Regions from separate parts of the Hordeum vulgare genome. Here region 2 is linked to region 1. Evidence: chromatin contacts called from public Hi-C data. All regions are on one chromosome and are shown on one strand. Each heading gives the region's core, a stretch centred on a gene start, on an enhancer-like site or on the middle of the called end of the contact. The rest is flanking DNA. Distances are from core to core; before and after follow the strand shown.

The links. Hi-C and Micro-C count contacts between places; a contact is called where the count stands out from the background.
Region 2: a contact with region 1 is called in a Hi-C map of leaf, with 3 times the contacts expected there. The contact joins the promoter of LOC123445103 here to the promoter of LOC123445094 in region 1. A contact is called at or near these places in 2 of 6 Hi-C or Micro-C datasets (leaf and seedling).

What each region holds. Positions count from the first base shown.
Region 1 is chr3H:562,267,849-562,270,819 of MorexV3_pseudomolecules_assembly, reverse strand. LOC123445094 (serine/threonine-protein kinase rio2) reads right to left here and starts at 1,407. Exons shown (of 13, transcript XM_045122024.1): 1 at 1,111-1,407; 2 at 969-1,015; 3 at 471-541; 4 at 269-382. The coding sequence starts at 1,194.
Region 2 is chr3H:562,969,311-562,972,175 of MorexV3_pseudomolecules_assembly, reverse strand. It overlaps LOC123445103 (protein TRIGALACTOSYLDIACYLGLYCEROL 5, chloroplastic-like), which reads right to left and starts at 1,507. Exons shown (of 4, transcript XM_045122035.1): 1 at 1,277-1,507. The coding sequence starts at 1,415. LOC123445102 (CLP protease regulatory subunit CLPX1, mitochondrial-like) reads right to left here. Exons shown (of 15, transcript XM_045122034.1): 13 at 2,752-2,865; 14 at 2,521-2,679; 15 at 2,068-2,350. The coding sequence ends at 2,282.

The sequences.
Region 1 (2,971 bases), core at 158-2,657:
ATATGGCATTGCCATGGATTGTAACAATCCAGTTTGGTTGGGCTGTGTTTACATGATTGGGTGTATAGAACTTTAGATAGCTGTTTTTTTTCTTAATCAAGTTGCAAATTGATGTCATCACAGATCGTATATAACAGAACATGCAAGAACAAGCAGTGACTCACATGTTTCACAATATCTGTCTTGTGCAACTTTAAAATGAGCAGGATAACAACCATAAACTGGGGATAAAATTATAAAATGAGCAGGACATCCGTCATCCATGTACCTGACTCTTTTCCAACACCGATTTGGCGACCAACCGAAGCAAAGACTCCACGATTAACCAAAGTTTTTATGGCGAGGAAGTCATACCCAAGATATGTGAGCCGAAACCCATCATCTATAACCAAAAAAAAAAAAAAGCAGCTATGATAATCCAGATATCCATCTAGCATAAAACGAAGAAGGTTTCGACATCAATGACTCACACTTTTTACAATCATGGTGCACCAGTTTGTTCTTCAACAAATTCCGCAGCACTTTATATGTGCCTCCATGCCTAAATACAGAAAGAATTGTAATACACTTGAAACTGGTTTCCAAATATTACAGAGCCCTAGCACACAGAGAACCCAAGTTGTTTTAAGCCGTGGTCTCGGACCTCGGCTTTTTCAGCACATAGTGGACATTACATACTGCAGCCAAAAGTTCTAACAGTGAATTCCAACTTCGTTTTAACCAATATATACACAACTATTGATATTGTGCATCAAAGCTTACAAAAAGGTGCAAAGCTTAACCGAAACACTATGTGAAGTTCAGACCGAACGATTAACCTTAAATGACAGCCCACGAGCCATCATATCAACTCGTCTAAGAACGCTAATCACCATCACCACACTTGCAGCTAAATACACCTAGCAGAGGCCTATATTTCCCAGACCACATACAGAAAAATTCACGAAAGAGCACGCGGCACAACTCACTTCAATCCGGCGATGCGGTCGACGAGCTCCGCGGGCACGATCTCGTGCTGCGAATCCAAAACCAAAACGCAAAGCGTCAGGGCGAACAGTCTCACATGGCGCCGGGTCAAGGCTGGCCGAGGAGTAGGGCTTAAGGGCTTACGTTGCGCATGCCCATCTCGCAGGCGGTGAGGACGCGGAAGTCGTCCTTGGAGAGGTAGCGGAGGGCGTTCACGTCGAGCTTCATGGTCTCCTCCTCGCAGCTGCTGACGGTAGGCGGCAGGCGGGCGGGATGGCTGGCTGGCTGGCGGCGCTAGGGCTAGATGGAGGGGATGAGGTGGTCGAGGAGGAGGCGTTGGCTTGGACTGGCGGCGGAGGAGGGCGAAAGCGGTGGTGGACGGCGAGGTGTCGATTGGGAGGGCGGCGGGCAGCGACTCGGGTGGTGGGTGGGCTCAGCGGCGTCCTGCCGGCTAGGGTTGGTGTGAGGCGAGACACCACGGGTGTAGTGGGCCGGCCCACTCTGCCGATTCGCGGGGCGCTCCTTCAGCCGTTTTCGTTCTTCGGCTTTCCTGTTTTAAACCGATATATATAAACAAGCTGTCAAAAAAAACTGTCGCATCTTTTTTACATAGTTTTTTTAATACTCCCTCCGCTCCTAAATATAAGTCTTTTAAAAAATTCATTAAATGAGTACATACGAAGCAAAATGGATGAATCTACACTCTAAAGTTATGTCTATACTCTAAAGTTATGTCTATATATATCCGTATGTAGTCTCCTAGTGAAACATCTAAAAAGACTTATATTTAGGAACGGGAGAGTACACATTACAAACACAAACGCACATATATACGTGCATACACTTGCCTTTATAAATGCACACATGCATACCTTACCTTATGAGCACCTTCGAAAGACTGAGCCGACATATCATCTTGAGATTTTGCAAAATCAACATAGGCGTCTCGTCGTTCACGAAAACGTCTCCTTCAACTGAAAAAGTATCGTTGAAATTTCTCAAATAAATTCATAAATAATGCAAATACTAGGACTTGAACCCTAATGGGATGGGGATACCACGTTCCTCTAACCATGCAACCACAAATTATTTTGCATCTTTTTTACATATTTAAAATAAATTGTAAGATATAAAATTGTAAAAAATATAACACGCTGGTTTACAAAATAGATATTTCTGCATTTTTTTAGGAATATTCACTGCATATTAAAAGGGAAAAGATTAACTTCTACCGGCTGATCGCGCGCGGCCGTCCGCCAGTTCCGTGGCCGTTTGATTGTGTGTTGATCAGACGGTGACAGCGTCCTCGCGTCTGCCGTAGTCGTTTACATTTTTCTACAACTCACCTGTTGTTTCAGGACAAACATTCCTAATACTGGATAATAGTAGGGGTGTTTCGGGGCTCGTCTGGCTAGGAAGACGGATTTGGGTTTTTTTCTGCAACATTTTCATTGTTGCAAGAATTTTTTTTGCAACATCAGTTATGTTGCAGAACATTTTTCGTAAAACCAACGTAAAGTTAAAAAAATCTGCAACATTAGCTTTGTTGCAGAAAAATTTCTGTAATAATGTCTATGTTGCAAAAGTTTCACAACACGGTCCCCGTTGCAAACATCCGAACGCGACATTATGCTTGTTGTAAAAACTGTCAGCTCAATCTATCGATCACCCCGTATTAAATCTTTGTGACAGAAAAAAGTCTATAGCCATCTGCAGCTCTGTCGGGGCCGAAACAAAGCGGTTGTTTCCGCAACTTGTTTGTTGTTTCGGGAATTAATGTATCGAAGAAGGCGACCGAACTGTGTGCCGGGAGTTAGAATAGATGGTTGTTGGCGACTGCGCAGGCAGAGTTCTGACGGTTATCGTGGTGATGTATGTTTTATTAGATATCTACCGATGGATTAGTAGCGTTCCCCATATTAAAAAGTTCTAGCGGATTAAGAAAAATTCACCGTGAAAGCATATTTGAACTACATAGAAAATAAATCATTGCATTCGTTTAAAA
Region 2 (2,865 bases), core at 258-2,757, 700 kb before region 1:
CCCAAGCATCTATGTGCATATCTAACAGCCTTATCTTACTGCTTGAACTAGAGATACTAACATCAGAGCAATATGAATTAGCAGTACTTGTTTAATTGTTTTAATTTTTCAGATTTTAAAAGTTGATATAGCTATCTCCATTTCAGATTGTATACTGAGCTGTGCATGATAACCACATTTACCTTCCTGTCTCCCCTTATCTGGTTGGTCTTCTCTTAGATACTACTCCCTCCATTCCTAAATACTCCCTCCGTTCCTAAATATAAGACCTTTTAAAGATTGTACTATAAACTACATACGGATGTACATAGACATATTTTAGAGTATAGATTCACTCATTTTGCTTCGTATGTAGTCACCTAGTGAAATCTCTTAAAAGACTTATACTCACTCCGTTCCAAAATATAAGACCTTTTAGGTATTTCACTAGGAGACTACATACGGAGCAAAATGAGTGAATCTACACTCTAGAATATGTCTATACATCCGTATGTAATCTTTTAGAGAATTTGTAGAAAGACTTATATTTAGGAACGGAGGGATTAGTACATTCTAAACTACAGCTACTCATTTACGCCCCATGGCTCTCTGAGAAAACAGCGACGCCATATACTATACCAAATATTATTATAATTCTCGAATCTTAGCCGCAAATTCCTCTTCAGATAAGCTTCAGAATGACATTTCAAGTCGACAAATATTTACACAGAGCCTTTTCATTCAGGTTTGACCATGGAAGACACAGATGCTGTGCAACTAGTCATCCACACATTCAGAAGCCAAAAAAATGCTAATCCTCCCTACTCAAACTGCGGACGGGAGGGGGTTAGATTGCTGGACAGCCCGTGCCCGTATAGCATTACATAGTTGCGCACTTGCACTGTTATTTACGATGGTTTTGGAATTCCAGAACCCGGATACTTCATACAGACCTAAATGATCGCACCTGAGGTACCTGAACCCTGAAGCCTTCCCACTCCAACAGTTGCTGGCAACATGCAACTGATTACAAGTGCAGGATATGTTTGCAGGGTTCTCACAGAAATAATAGCCTCGAATCGAATTAATCGAACTGGCTAGCCTGATCCTGATCCTGACGGCGACGGGTCCCGAATCCCCACACACTATTCGCCACTGACTGACGGCACTGAAAATCCAAACTAAACACCGGCAGCGGGCAACCTAGTCGGTGGCAGGCGAACATGTACCGTGCCCATCGCCGATTCAATCCAGGTCGACGGAGAGGAGGCGGGGGTAAATCTGGGGAGGCACGTACCGCCGATGAGGCCGACCCCGACGCCGACGCCGCAGCCGGCGCCGATGCCGAAGGAGGGCCCCAGCTTGCCGAGCGCGTCCGACCTCACCATCGGAAGGCCCCACCTGGAAGAGCCCCTCCTGCCGCCGCCGTACGCCATCTCTCTCTCTCGCTCGCTCGCCCGCCCCGTGCGCGCTCCGAAGGTTCGCGGGAGTTCGATATCTTTTCTCTCTCAGCGACTGGGGTGAGGAGAGGACGAGGGAGGGGGGGAGGGGGGGAACGGTGACGAGAGTGACGGCTGAACGGGTCCGTCTGGCCGCGCCCCGCCGCACGATCAGCCTCGTGATCCGTGCACGCGCTGGGTTTACGCAACCGCACCAAGGTTTTCGCTTGTCGTTAGGACTACAGAGGCCGCTTCAGTGAAACACCCACCTTTCTTTCTCTTCGAAACTGCCCAGCTGACTTCAGACCCTGTGTGTGTGTGGTCTGAACCATTTTTCAGCACCATTGACCTGAAGATTCATGATTCCATAAACGTTCATATGATGGTGATCATGGAAAGTACTCCGCTTCATTTCACAATTCTAATTCTTGTCGTGGTTTTAGTTCAAATTTGAAGCGATGATATCGTAGCGTCCCATAACGAACGACTTGAACAAAAGGTAGAAATTGCAGGATGTTTTCAGCTTGAAAGCTGAAACCTGTACAGGTGCTTATTACGGAGTATAACTGTGAGGAGGGTGTCATGGTGTTTACACCTTTGCTGACAACAGCTAACTATAAGCTAGCTGCCCGGTTGGGAGCACCAGAAAGAAACAATGAGAAACATTTTGCTTATAGCAGGATGGTTGCTCGATCAAAAGGCAACTCCTGTTTACATCAACAATTACAACAAATGACGCGACGGCCGGATCTCTGCTCGTCGGACCTCACCGCAAACTTGAAATAGATCACAGGAAAATTGGTTAAATTGACTGGGTGTGAGTGGTGGACATTTTACAGAATATACGGTGTCTGTAAGGTTAATCACAAGCTAACGATTCTTGACAGCATGTACGCGTCTTCAAGCTCCCCGGCCAAAGCCTCGTTGGTTTCCTGCAAGTTAGAGGAAACAAGTTAGAGCAGAGATTAGAGGAGGCTGCGCAAGTTAACAGCTATTTTCTCCATTTCAATTTTAAAGGAAAGCCTATTGTGCTTTATGTGTATATTTGGTCTAATGACCCCCAGTGCAACCTTTTGTGTTTCAGAAATCAAGAGTACCATACCGGTGAGTTTGGTAAGTTATTTCTTATTATGTACTGTGCCAGTGCGCCGTCCCCCCGAAGAATTTTAGCCCCGCACCCGGGCCTGTCAACGGAACCAATGGCCTCCTCATCCACCACAACAGCATCTACTCGCTCGTTTCCGGCTTTCTCATCAGGGATCTGTTTACAAAGAATGTTAGAACGTATGCCTCGATTTTGCAGCGTTCATTACAGAAAACTGCAAGCAACTACCTCATACATGGCCTCCAGTAGAATGGTCTCTAAGATGACTCTTAGACCACGTGCACCAGTGTTTTTGACTATGGCCTTCTTTGCTACTATTCTCAGTGCACCATCAGTGAAGTG